2 separate regions of the Zea mays genome follow, and region 2 is linked to region 1. A link is a contact called in public Hi-C data. All regions are on one chromosome and are shown on one strand. Each heading gives the region's core, a stretch centred on a gene start, on an enhancer-like site or on the middle of the called end of the contact. The rest is flanking DNA. Distances are from core to core; before and after follow the strand shown. Region 1 holds the start of LOC541808 (protein phosphatase type-2C). Region 2 holds the start of LOC100285559 (low temperature and salt responsive protein).

Evidence for each region. Hi-C and Micro-C count contacts between places; a contact is called where the count stands out from the background.
Region 2: a contact with region 1 is called in a Hi-C map of leaf, with 5 times the contacts expected there. The contact joins the promoter of LOC100285559 here to the promoter of LOC541808 in region 1. A contact is called at or near these places in 3 of 25 Hi-C or Micro-C datasets (ear, leaf and tassel).

Annotation. Positions count from the first base shown.
Region 1 is chr9:109,601,864-109,605,151 of Zm-B73-REFERENCE-NAM-5.0, forward strand. It overlaps LOC541808 (protein phosphatase type-2C), which reads right to left and starts at 1,827. Exons shown (of 12, transcript NM_001350857.1): 1 at 1,604-1,827; 2 at 1,129-1,263. The coding sequence starts at 1,810.
Region 2 is chr9:109,761,065-109,764,352 of Zm-B73-REFERENCE-NAM-5.0, forward strand. It overlaps LOC100285559 (low temperature and salt responsive protein), which reads left to right and starts at 1,491. Exons shown (of 2, transcript NM_001158450.1): 1 at 1,491-1,725; 2 at 1,814-2,333. The coding sequence starts at 1,633. The coding sequence ends at 1,951.

The DNA.
Region 1 (3,288 bases), core at 577-3,076:
TAAACAAAAAAAAAGAGTTAATCCATTTTGTATCATTCCCAACATGAGGATAGGGTATCATGGACCACTAGGGGTGGAAACGAGTCGCCAAGCCGACTCGCTCCTCTGGCGAGACTGAAAAGTTGGCTCGGCTCGACTCGCCGAGCCAACGAGCCTGACCATAAGCGTGAAATTGCTCTCCAAAATATAATATAAAATCTCAAAAATAATTTAAGTAACATATTTTAGGTTAGTAAAATAAATATATTACTAATATAATATAGAAAATAGATTAATTTTGTACAGTAATCTCAATTCTCAAAAAACATAAACTAATCGTCTACTTAGTACCTATAATATATGCTAATTAGGATTTTATGTAACAAATTAATGTTGGGTCGAGCCATGAGCCAGCTCAAGAGCCGAGCCGAGCTGGCTCGCTCTTTTCTCAAGCCGGAAAAACAGGCTCGGCTCGGGCTCGTTCTAAGCACCGAGCCGAGCCAACGCGAGGCCGAGCCCGCTCGTCGAGCTCGAGCTTTTTTCCAGCCCTAATCATGGACACTTGGACAGAAACAATAAACTCACCATTCAACTCAAGAATTAGCACGGCTAAGTTCGGCAAATAATTTATTTTTATGGGCAAGTATTCTTTTTGGTTCAAAATTCAACGAACACAAGACACCACTTCTCTCAGGTGCATAACTCTGCTAAACATTACAGTCAGTGGCCACTGGCCAGGACGCCAGGTATCTCCTAAGCTATTTATTTAATAATATATGTGGTTGTCCACCAGTTCCCTTCACTATATTAAAAAAAAGATAGCAATACTATTTTGTGAAAAAGACTTTGCAGCAATATTTGGTAGTTCTTTGTTCTTTACTTCCTAGGACATTCTGAAAGTTTCCATAGGTACCCCAGCAACCTGGACATTGAAAGCACATTTGTTTTTGGTGAATCAAACTCTTCACACACAAGTTGGATTCCAGAGTTATATTTGGGAAGCCCAGTAAAATCATGCTGAGTTGGATAGCCGAGTCTGAGTCGGATTCCGTCACTTGTGTGTCCATATCCCCGTAATACTTACAAGACTAGGAACAAGCAAAAAGAAAAATCATAACAAGCAAATGTAAATGATGAATAGAAACTTACAGCGTCTTCCATAGTTGCACGCCACCCTTGCATAGATGAAAGTCCGAATTTAAGTTTATCGTTTTCCCCATCTTCGGATACCTTGTCGGTTTTTGGTGTGCTAAGGTAAATCACCATTCTTCCAGATGTACCTGGCTGACAGAACACGATAGATAGTAAAAGATCCGCTCCTCAATAACAAGGTATCCATATTATTTTCAGAAGTAAACCCTGAAGCAATTTATAACAAGTTATTCATACTATTTTCACAAGTAAACCACCAAACAATTTAATGATGCTACAAGTATACAGCAGACTCAAAGTACAAACGTGAAACGTAACCCCACCCCCCCATAAAAAAAACACACACACACGCACCCCGCGCACAATACATGTGTACGCTTGTAACTGTGCCAGATCCGGATGCAAGTAGCTTGCTGTAGGGTTTGGGTGCTCGGTTTCGAAGGGCAGGAAGGACGAGAAGGGGCGAGCATACCTGCTGGGCACCAGTCGACGGCGAACGGACGACGAAGACCTGGCAAACGGAGGCGCTAGTCGCCGACGAACGGGCCGCCGAAGACCTGGCGAGAGCGTCGCCAACAGGAAATAAAGGCAGCGAGAGAGGTGTGAACGGCAGATTGGTGAGCGACTGAACCTGACAAAGGAAGCAGCGCAGGGGTGATTGGGTGAACCCGACAAGCATATGCAGCGGACCTTTCACTTTTTTAACTAAACGTATATCAATTAGGAGTACCTTGACTTGATTAGGCCGAATTTGAAAATCGTTAAACCGTAGAAACGAGGAGGTAACCTCCAGGTGGAGAGATAAAATTTATAGATGTCTATATTACTACAGTTTCTATATATCATATTGGCATAACTTGTTTTCATAAAACATAAAAATATGTGTTATATTAGTCAGGTAGATATGAATGTGGAATTAGCAACCAAAATTTAAACCTCTCTTGTGCACGATTTATTCCACACGTGATGCACGACGACGGTGTAACGGTGGAAATTAATGTTTCATACTAGTACAAATTGTTTAATATTTTTGTGCGTGTAATGGCTTCACTGCGTAAAAAATAGAAGAATGTGTAGAGTTAAGTTTAATTGTGTACTATGATGTGGGTTAATTGATTAAAGATTTAATGGACTGGAAAATTGGTTAAGACCATTTCCAATAAATAGTTTTATCGCACTGTTTTCAAGGCATGTCATATCATCATTTGTCCAGAAAACAGTGTATCCAAAATTTCAATCCCATGAAACTTTCTTATATCTCTTTTATTAAATTACATGGCATGTCATGTACTCATGTTTGCTTATGTGGCACGGTACATGACTGCATCGATATTTCACTTTCCTTCGTGCACCTCTCCTTATCTACATTCAAACGGTAAAAAAAGCTAAACTTATGTATAAATAGAGATTTGAACCATGGTCGTTTGCTCCAAATCCACATTCACACACCTCTAGCCAACAAAAGACACGTATCTTTTGACATCGTTCAGCTGGTATTTACAATTGCTTCGTTTGCTTGAAATCTATAGAAAAATTAGACCAAAACAACAGCCATAACCCGTAGCCACTGAGAAGCATACCCAAACAACTCGTTTATGTTTTATACCCTATACTTAAGCATAAATGGAACTAGAGTAACATACGGGTACTTTGCTCGTTTATTAGTATTTGTAGTTTGTGATTTATCCGTGGTTGCTATGGTGCCATCCGAAATATCAGTGGTGACTAATGGAATGCTTATGGTTTTTTTATCCAAAACCCCTCCTCCATTCATGGAACGACTTCTTGCTCACTAGTAGTGAGTTAGGGCTCCTTTGGATTGAAGAATTATTTTCTGAATCATGTTTTTTTTGTATTTTTAAACTAATTTATGTAAAATTTCTATATTGTTCCTGTGAAATTCCTGAGTTTCAAAGAAGTCTATAGAGTATGTTTAAATTTGATTTTAAATTAAGATTTAGTTTTGAGCATGTACTTCATTGCAAAACGTGATTCACTTGAATACGCATGCCGAAAAAATGGCATGTTAAAATACTATTTTTTAACAATAAATTTGTACGGCTCTTTCTAGGTTTTGGAGACCATTTTACTCTAAACACCTTAACCAAAAACTTAAATACGACATTGGGAGAAGAATTTTAAGTTCAAAACTACGAG
Region 2 (3,288 bases), core at 241-2,740, 160 kb after region 1:
TTTGGTTGTCTGTCCCCCACTGTATCGACTAGACGTAAACTTGGACCATGTAATCTTATTCTGGACCAGTTTCCAGCTGAAACAAGCCTCGACGTCATGCTATGGTGCACGTTTAAGTGCGACGCTACAACTTTAATGTGAATTATTTTCAAGCTACCTATGTTCTATGTTCTGTTGATTATCTGTTTTCTTTCTCCCTAAACTAAACAATTTTGTTTGAGATTTAGTCATTCTTTATTTAATTTAGTTATAGTGTGTATAATTGTGTATTCATATTTTTCTAATACTGGATAGGGCGTCCGAAGGGGCGCCGCCTGATCTAGTGTGTTGCATGCCCTCACGATCGAAAGCGCGATCCGTTTTGTGCGCGGCGTCGGAGTTCCTATGCGGCCAATGCGGATCCCAGAACCACGTTGTACTCGCGATGCCGCACGTTCCGTCACGAGGCGTCGGCCGGCTCGGTGAGTGAGGTCATCAACAAGCAATTAACACTTGTGACACTGCCAGTCTGACATAGGCGATTGTTTATCTGGCACTTTTAAACTAATCGTGTACAGTAGCACGTTCAATTCTTGTGCACGCTGGCAGCAAACGCCGACTCTGGCTGTTGGCTCGTATTACGAGGAAGGAGTAAGTCACACTCACAGATGAAATGAAGGGATAATCCAGATGGCATCTCGACCGGAGAAAAAAAGCTGCGAATATTCTCAAATGGAAATTCGCATTGCTCCGAAAGGCTACTAGCATGGTACTCCTTGGCCGACGACTATGGCCCCGGGTTCGGTCAACACTATGGTGAGGAGAGCCCCGTCAACCCTTTAGCCGCGCCTCAAGTCCTGAAGCAAGTCACGACGCTTTTATCCCAAGACTCCAATTGATTGCACAGCCAACTTCCTGAAATACGTATGACTCCCTAAAGTTGAAGCAAGTGATACAAATTACAAAAAATAAAATCCATCCGTTAGAGCAACTCCAGTAATTCTCTAAAAGACTTTTACTAAATCAATAATTTAGGTAGTTAATATGAAAACTATTCTCCAACAGTTCTCTAAATGAAATTTCTAAATTTAACAACTTGTCATCTAACCTCATTTTCTCTCTACATTTGGCAACCATTTAACAACTCCCTAAACAAAAATATTGGCTGCATTATATAGTTTTTGTGACTTATTTTTTATGTGGATAAATACAAAACAAAATTACAACCTATATTTAGAGAACTATTGGAGAACTCACATTTTTTTACTCTAAAAACAATTTAGCAATTTCTTAAATCTATAATTTAGAGAACTAAAATTTACATAACTATTGGAGTTGCTCTTAGGGAGCAGAAGCAGAGTAGCAGACCGCACAACATCACACGCGGATCACAGCGAGCCGGCTGCCGGGTCTGATCCCGACCCGTTACTGCGCGCCCGCCTGCCAAGATCCGGAAGTAGCCGTTGCGACCTGGCCGCATGTGTGCTCTGGCCCAGCTCCGATCCTGAGACGTAAACGCACCCATCGGCATCTTCCCATGGCAGCCAGCGTCGGATTCCGCATCATTCCCTCGCCCAGTTGTCCCCCCCGTACAAATTAACACCTAAGCTAACCTTCCGGGCTAGCTTGTGTGTGTGGCCTCGGAGGTCCGGGATGAGCTCCGGCGGCTGCTCGACGTGCCTCGAGGTCATCTTCGCCGCCATCCTCCCGCCGCTCGGCGTCTTCTTCCGCTACGGCTGCTGCAGCGTAAGCATTTCTCGCCTCCACGCGCCACGCGACGCGACGACGACACCGTTCGTTTCTAATAAGCCTCTCTCTCTGCGTACGTGTGCAGTCCGAGTTCTTCGTCTCCCTCCTCCTGACGCTGCTGTGCTACGTCCCCGGCGTCGCGTACTCCCTCTACGTCATCCTCCGGACGCCGCCCGAGCCGCCGGGCATCGACGGGGAGCGGCCCTACGACATGCTCGCCTGACGGCTTTGCTTGTACTTGTACAGCTCCACCCAACAACAACAACGCGTAGGCCTGTGCAATGCAACACACACTCGCTGTATGTAGTAGCTGTAGGTAGCAGGTAGCGGCTCAGGACATTCCTGACTGTGTTCTCCAGCGTCACGTACGTCCCTGTTCCTCGTCGCGTGTGATGACTGTGCAATTGTTGGTCATTGGTTTGCTGATTCTTTCGATCAGTTTATCACGAACAGTAGGGTGCTGCCGTGCTGGACTGCTGCTCGTCTGTTTGCCGATCACGCAGCAGTTGGTGGTAATTGGCAACTGATATAAAATTTATGCGTGTACTCATGTATAAATCCCAACCAGTAATGCGGTTGGAATTAAAAGAAAGGTATTGTTTGGATATGGTTTACGGCTACGCTATTCCCACTAAGGTCTTGTTCGGTTAATCCCATTACCCATGGATTGTACGGGATTGGAAAAATTTAAGAAGAAGTTTGACTTGCTTGGGATTCAAACCCATCCAATCCCACTCAATCCACATGGATTGGGAGCTAACCGAACAAGCCCTAATAATGATATTTGTAGACACCGTTAGGTCTTCCCATTCGCATTCGCATGTGGATCGGATAGGACCTGGGGTGTGGGGGTGGGGCATAATTAGGGACACCCGAATTACTCCTTAACAAACGCATTTAGAGAAATAAGAATTAAACTTTCGAGAGGTAACAGTCGAGCCACCTATAAGAAACCGAGACATCCCCGAGGGTCTCTCACCTCGAGCAGGGCTCCGCCTCGCTCGAAGTCAACACCACTCACTCCGTCTCGCCCAATGTCGCCTCAGCCCAGTTCGTCTCGCCCGAGCCGGCCTCAAGCAGATAAAACAAGGACACTCGAAAATAGGCAGGGACATGTGCATTTAATGCGTGTGCCAACCCGCGTTGTGGCAGCGGAACACAGTGGTAGACAAGATAGCAATCACGTCTAAGTGCAGCGATATGATTACGTCTGTGCCAAACTGTGCGCGCACGCCACCTGACGTCCTCCGATGGGACGCCTAATACGACAAGCCGAGCGAACGAGTCTTCGAGCACAACCTCTCCGCCTCGCCCGACCCAAGTTTAAGCCCTCAAACAAATTCTTCGTCTCGCCCGAGCTTGGCCTCGGTCATCAACTACACCGCGAATCCCAAAGACGGCCACTACATCAGACTGTAGCGCACGTCTCGATATAGGAATCCATTGTGATCAGTTTATCACGAACAGTAGGGTGCTGCCGTGCTGGACTGCTGCTCATATGTTTGCCGATCACGCAGCAGTTGGTGGTAATTGGCAATTGATATAAAATTTATGCGTGTA